Linked DNA regions of Mus musculus: region 1 is linked to region 2. The links are chromatin contacts, called in public Hi-C maps. All regions are on one chromosome and are shown on one strand. The core of a region is the stretch at or near the end of the contact, and the rest is flanking DNA. Distances in the headings are between cores, read along the strand shown. Region 1 overlaps Bmp2k (BMP2 inducible kinase). Region 2 overlaps Gm46916 (a long non-coding RNA gene).

Region 1 (3,258 bases), core at 255-2,754, 110 kb after region 2:
GGATGCTGAGCACTAATGATGTTCCCATGTCTTTGTTTTGCAGGCCTTGGGATGTTTACTGTATAAACTTTGTTTCTTCACTCTTCCTTTTGGTGAGAGTCAGGTTGCTATCTGTGATGGCAGCTTCACCATCCCAGACAATTCTCGCTACTCCCACAACGTGCATTGCTTGATTAGTAAGTATTCGGAATGATGTATTAATATTGTTTTTTTCAGATACTGTACTTTAGTGCCTGCTGTTTATATTCTTTCTTAAATCTACATTTTTCATTTCATATAATTTTTTAAACTATAGTAAAGATATTTTTAAAAAATGGCTATATTACCTCTATAGAAGAGAAAACAATCTAATTACTAATGAGTACAAGAATATTCTTAACCTTCTAGATAAGATTTTTATAGCACATGGCAGCAATGACATTATTAAGGCAGCCAGAATTGCTGGGGACGCTTATAATAAACTTTAATTGTTCAGGTTTTGTATCTTTGAAACCAGATATCCACGTAGTTAATAAATAGCCAGATTCCCTTTCCTTCTTAAGGGCCTTTGCTTCCTTTTATAAAGAGACTATAATTTAACATTTTGTACGTGTAGATTGTAAATTTCCGAGAACGATCTCTGAGGGGAGGGCGGCTGTTGGACAGTAGCTTCGTTGGGGCAGTACTCACACCGCTCCCTCTGCTCTGACTAAAGCATCCTTAGCACTGCAGCTTCTTTTCTGCACTTTAAATACACACTTGTAGCCTCTGTGGCACAGAACAGAGTATACATATGATAAAGATAGCATTTAAACTTAGCGAAGAAAATAGTTGGAAATCGATCATTTCCTTAGCCATTTGTGAACAACGATAGAGCTAAGTCTTCCGTTTTTTTTTTCTGTTAAAACATCACATAAATAAAATATTTAAATCTAAAGAATAAGATAAATGCTGAAAGAAAATAGGCATGGATTTAATCATATGCCTAGAATATAGAAAATGTAAGTGGCCAACCCCAGGAGTTATAAAACGTAGAGCCCAGTGGCATAAAGCTTTCTGCCTTTAACTGTGCCCATCTGGCTTGGGTGTTGTGGCAAATACCTGCAATTGTAGCGAAGGGGAGACAGATGCAGGAGAACACAGCAAGGGCCTGGTCACTCTGAGTTACAGTAGGAAGATTGTCTCAATAAAGCCAAGGGCTGGGTACATATGGCTTAGGGGTAGAATGCTGGCCTAGTAGGCACATGGCTTTGGGTTCATTCTTGATGTGTATTTGAGAAGTGCCCAGTGTTCTAATGCATGGCTTTCTATAAACCAAGGAGAAGGGCTCCAAGGAAAATACTGGTCATGATGTCCAAGAGAAAGGGACATAAATGATGCAGTGTGACTTGGAAACTTTTAAAGCACAGAATTTCTATGGTACAGATTTGTTCAAAGATACTGGAATTTGGGGAATTATATCATCTTGATAAACAAAGTATTTTGTGTCATCCAGAATGGGAGCCCGAATAATGGAGAAGTGCGAAAAGGGAACAGCTGAAGCTTGGCTTTGCGCTGCCAGTGTGAACACTTAATTATGAAAGCATGTAATGCATATGTGTGTGCATGTGTGTGTGAACGTGTGTGTGTGTGTGCTTGTGTGCTGTGCTCCTGCATGACTTGGTCCTAGAATCCTGAGTGGGGTAAGGAGGGAATGAAGAAGCCAGACATCCATACGGAAAGCTAGGACCCAGTGGTGTGGACTCTGATGGAGAAGCCTCAGCATCCGTGCTCACTGAACAAGGAGGCGGTCTTCATTGCCTTAAGCACTGGTCCGGGGGTGGTGAGAAGAAGCTACAGTGCATGTTTCCTGGATACACCGTCAGTATTTGCACTTTGCCCTGAGGAGGCTGTGCCATCCCTCCAAGCCTCACCTGAAGACAGCTTTGCCACTCTCATGGGGCTGAGGCAGTAGGGTTCTTGACGTGGCAAATTCATTACTCCAGCGAGACTCAGGGACTCAGGGCATCGGCAGTCATGGGAATTTTATGATACGTATTTCTTTAGGACACCACTTGCTCTCTGCACTTGCACTGAGGGTTTTGCTTGCAGAAAGCTCCACGTCTGTTCTCTTCATACCTGTGTAATGGTGTCAGCTCTCGGCATGAGTCTCCATGGTTAAGCACCTGGCAGCATTGCTTGTGTGTGTTTCCTGGTCTGTGCCAGCACCAAGTCAAATTGGAGCTGCCTGTCTGGGCAGTCTAAGTCATGGTCCTAGGTCCCCACGGATCGGCTTGTCAGTCTAATGACATTGCTCCAGCCTTATTTTTTCAACAGGAGTTCTGTTTCAGTGCACTATTTTGTAAAATTATTTTTAAATCAGCAGACATAATTCCATGTATATTTGAGTAAATATTAAACTCTTAACTTTCTCTCTCTTATATAATAATGTTCTCAAAAAGTTTAGATGAATAGAAGCATAACATAATCCCTACTAATCATAATGCTCAAAGGTTAGAATATGGGCTTTAGTTGCTATGTTCTCTGGGTAATTGAGTTCTAATGTTTTGCTGCAGACAATTTTCTATATCATTGTAGCTATAGCTGTTTTCTTGCTGAGTATAATGTTTTAGTAATAATTGAACGTGCAGCTTTGTAGGAGTCTTGAAGTGTCTGACGGCTCAGAATGTTCTCATTGACCAGTTCTGTGTGGGAAACGGAGCAGCTCATGCATTGAAAAGTGATTTCATGCCTAAGGATTCCTGAGTTTCTCTGTGTTTATGTGTGACACCCATATGTGTGTGGGAATGTGTTTGTGTAGTGCTGTGGTAAGCATGATAATGCTGTTGATAATTTTAGGTTCAATTAGAGTTTAATTAATTGCTAGTTTACCGTGTTCCATATGCTTCTTGTATTTGACCATAAATATGAGCATTTAAGTTTCTGCTATCCATTTGATTGTGCCAGAAATGAAAAATATCAGATAAACTAAAAACATTCAAGCACATTTGGAATTATACTACACCTATGGGCTTTAAAGCAGGCCAGTGAGATGGCCCAGTGGGTAAAAGTGCTTGCTGAGCAGGTTCAGTGCTGCCAGAGCCATGTGCAGGAGCCACCGTGGAAGGAGAGAACTGAGTCCTCCCAGTTGACCCCTGACCTCCACAGTGCATGCTCACAAACCCACAGACACACCAATCAACAGTTGTAAGTCCTAATAGTTTACCTCCTTGTCAAAAATTTTATAGTTGTTATTTTTAAAATGCTGTAATAAAGTATAGAGTTTGAAAAACCAGCATT
Region 2 (3,711 bases), core at 25-2,524:
TGTTGTTGTTGTTGTTGCTATATTATCATTATCATTATCATTATTATTATTATTATTATTCAGTTCTGGGGATGGAACCCAGGGCTTGTGCATACTATGAAAAGTGTTTACAACTGAACTATACCTCCAACATCTATATATCTTCTCTTTAATAATTTTGTACATCTATTTATTAATCAGTAGAGCAAGTGAGTGCTATGGCACATGAATGGAGGTTGGAGACCAGCTTTTGAGAGTTGGTGATCTTCTTCCATCACATGGAAGCCAAGGGTCAAACTCAAGTCATTGGGCTTAGGGACAAGTGTCCTTACCCACTGAGCCATCTCATTGGCCTGTGTATACTGGATTTTGAAGGATGAATCAGAATAATAAGGGGAACATATGAGGAAAGGGAGCAGAAGACGGTGTTTTAGATGAAGGAAACTGTATGTGCAAAGATGGGTTAGGCATACAGTAACTCAATAAATGCAAAAAACATAAGGATTTCTGTGTCTATAGAATCTGACACTACAAATAACAAGTTGGCTTGCACCAGTAGATGCAAAGAAGACAGCGTAAAGTTTCAGACAAAATAATAACAAAGCAATATTTATAATTTGGGAAAATGACAGTGAGGTGGTGTGGAGAATAATTTGAAGAGGAGAGGGAGACAAATGCCAATGGTCCTGGTGAGATATAATGATAATACATGTCAATAAAAATTAAGAGATTAAAACAAATATCTAGGGGATGGCATCAAAGAAATCGCTAATGAAAAGAATGTGAAGGGTAGGATGAAGCCCCAGTCAGCAGAATGGTTACTCAAGCAAGCAATAAACAGGAAGCATGGAAAGAATGGGTGTGATGCAAATTTAAAAATACACCTAGAAGCTGGGCAGTGGTGGCGCATGCCTTTAATCCCAGCACTTGGGAGGCAGAGGCTGGCAGATTTCTGAGTTCGAGGCCAGGCTGATCTACAGAGTGAGTTCCAGGACAGCCAGGGCTACACAGAGAAACCTTGTCTTGAAAAAAAAAAAATACACTTAAGAGCTAGTGAGGCAGCTCATCAGATAGAGCGTTTGTTGCATGAGTCCAGTGGCCCAAGTGTGATCCCTGGAATCCAGGTAAAGGAGAAACGAGGGAACCTGTCCCACAGTTCCACAAAGTTGTCCTCTAACCTCCATCCATGTGTGCACACACACTCCCTCCATCTCTCTCTCTCTTTCTTTGTCTCTGTCTCTCACACACACACACTTAGAAACACTAATGTACACTTCCTCTTTCTGTCTCTTTCTCTCTCTCTCATACACACACACACTTAGAAAAACTAATGCATACTTCCTCTCTCTGTCTCTCTGTCTCTGTCTATCCCCCCCCCCCACACACACACGTAGAAACACTAATGCACACTCCCTCTATCTCTCTCTCTCCCTCTCTCCGTCTCTCTCTGTCTCTCTCTCACATACACACACACATTATAAAAACACTAATGATAAGAACAATAATAATTTTAAAAATAAGCCCATTTCAGCAAGCATGTGATACAGTGGTTGTGAATTAGGTAGTGGAGCTATAGGACGTGAGTTAGATATGAGTCGGGACTGACTATATGAATCTATGTCATTGATTATCTTGTTGCTAATGACAACCATGGAATGAGCAATCCCAATAGGAAAAGAACATGTTGGAGAAATGTCCTATGTATTGTCTGAAACTTCATCTTTGTCACTAATAATTATTGGAGAGTGTGTTCTCATTGTTCCTGGGGAATATCTATCAAGATGTGGTAGAGCAGGAAGCAAGGGCCTGGCCTTTAATGCCAGCCAGCTCCAGGAAGCCTTTGAAGAGTGTTAGAGAAGTCATTTAGCAGTGTCCTTCCTCGGTCTCTCTACCTGCAAAATGAGAAGATTGGATTTGGTGAGTTTCTCCTCTGTAATTTTGTAACCAAGCCTCTAAATCTCATGATCTCCACATCTCCCCTGTGGGCTGCCAGGAAAACATGAAATAACTGGAAAATGGGCATCAAGAGAGACTTGGGCTGGAAAGAGCCACAGACCTTGTAATTTCCACCATGAATAATGGAAATCTGACTTTCAAAAAATATTCCTGCTGCAATTTGGGGGCAGTTTTGAAGGCTGTTCTGAAAATGTGAAGCTTTTTTTAATAAAGAAAATGATACTTGATCTTGAGTATTTGGGTTTAGATCGAAAAACCTCTTGACTATGCATTGGGGGAGGGGTGTTACTATGTAAGATTTTCCTATTTAAAAGCTGCCCACTTACCGCTTCATGCAATAAGCTCTATATAGCAGTCTGAATATATTTGTCCTTTCTGGCCAGTACAACTGCCTACAAGTAATACAGGGATAGGAGGCTTTCACTGTAATTGTATTCTGTTAAATTGTATGGTCTTAGAATAGCCAGTAGTCTAGATGACTATGCAGAAAGGTCTTGCTGATAGACAGACCTCTAGATGCTGAACTAGGTGTACAGAGAGCTGTTTCCTCTGCATCTCCTCAGGCTATGAGGTCTAATGGGCTGTGAGAACCAAAGACCATAGTTCAACTGGCAAGCAAAGCATCCATGGAAGATGCATACTACATATGATAAAGTCCAGGAGGAACACAGTTCTGTGCGTTGTTTTAAGGTTTTGATTGAGACACAATCCAGCAATGTCCTTATACTTAGCCTCTATATTAAGATTATTCTCTGAATGAGCACCAGAAATTATGTAACTCCTGTGGGGGAATGGGAGACAAAGACAGGAGAACCCCCTGAAACTCATGGGAAGTTAGGTTGGTGTATGTATAAGAGGAAAAAGAACAGAGAGAGCCTATCAGAGAAAAAAATGGAAGGCTAGGTCTGAGGCCCAAGGTTGGCTTCTGACAGCACACAAGCATTGTAGCACCTATGTGGCTGCTCATGAGCACATATACACATGCACATGCACACACACACACCATGCCCAAACACATGCACACATACACACACAAACACACACTCATATACACACATCATGCACAAACACATTCACACATACACAAACACACACTCACATACACCACGCACAAACACACATACACACACACACATGAACACATACACACACACACACAAACAAACACCCATACACACAAATATATACCCACATGAACACATACACACATATACAAAAAACACACCCTAGCACACACACACCTACATGAACACATATACACACATATACACACACACAAAGAGACAGAATGGAAGAGAAAATAAAGCTACAAAACTATATAATATCTTAGAATAAACACAAGAGATGTGTAAGGCTTACATGAAGAAAACTTTAAATTACGATTGTGAGACATAAAGACCAGCTAAGTGAATGGATTGTATCTTTTAAGAGATCCAGTACATGACAATTGAAATAGGAGACAAGGTAGTAATCAGACTACCATGCTCTTTAACAAACTGGAAAGAAAAACGAGAATCTATGTGTATTTATTGGCATGTTAAAAAAAAAAAAAACTCGGAAAAGATCCCTAAAACACCGACCTGCAGAGGACACTGAGCTGACAGAAGCCGAGAGTAGCAAATGGTGATGTTTATACCCAGAATGCTCACGCATTAGATCCACCAACTAACACTCCTCAGTTATGCTTGGAGACCACAATCCATCCAATGACGGTACAATCATTTTTCTAATCAGATTCTGGCAGGTGGCTTGCCGCTGTCTCCAGTCTTTTGCTAG

Evidence for each region. A called contact is a pair of places that touch in the nucleus more often than the background predicts.
Region 1: a Hi-C map of bone marrow-derived macrophages shows a contact between it and region 2, with 25 read pairs. The contact joins two enhancer-like sites. A contact is called at or near these places in 9 of 484 Hi-C or Micro-C datasets (the AtT-20 cell line, CD8 T cells, Th2 cells and 6 more), 9 of 115 datasets of contacts at active chromatin or transcription factors (the 230-238 cell line, the HPC-7 cell line, bone marrow-derived macrophages and 5 more) and 1 of 9 other capture datasets (bone marrow-derived macrophages).

What each region holds. Positions count from the first base shown.
Region 1 is chr5:97,044,992-97,048,249 of GRCm38.p6, forward strand. Bmp2k (BMP2 inducible kinase) reads left to right here. Exons shown (of 16, transcript NM_080708.1): 7 at 44-176. Among named protein-coding and RNA genes, the nearest start is that of Bmp2k, 49 kb to the left of the region's middle. Within about 2 kb of position 1,505, at least 2 of the 459 cell types and tissues checked have an H3K27ac peak or open chromatin away from gene starts, as enhancers often do. A contact at or near this core is called in bone marrow-derived macrophages, where this site is marked.
Region 2 is chr5:96,935,172-96,938,882 of GRCm38.p6, forward strand. Gm46916 (a long non-coding RNA gene) reads right to left here. Exons shown (of 2, transcript XR_003955943.1): 2 at 1-1,871. Among named protein-coding and RNA genes, the nearest start is that of Gm46916, 4.3 kb to the right of the region's middle. Within about 2 kb of position 1,275, at least 10 of the 459 cell types and tissues checked have an H3K27ac peak or open chromatin away from gene starts, as enhancers often do. A contact at or near this core is called in bone marrow-derived macrophages, where this site is marked.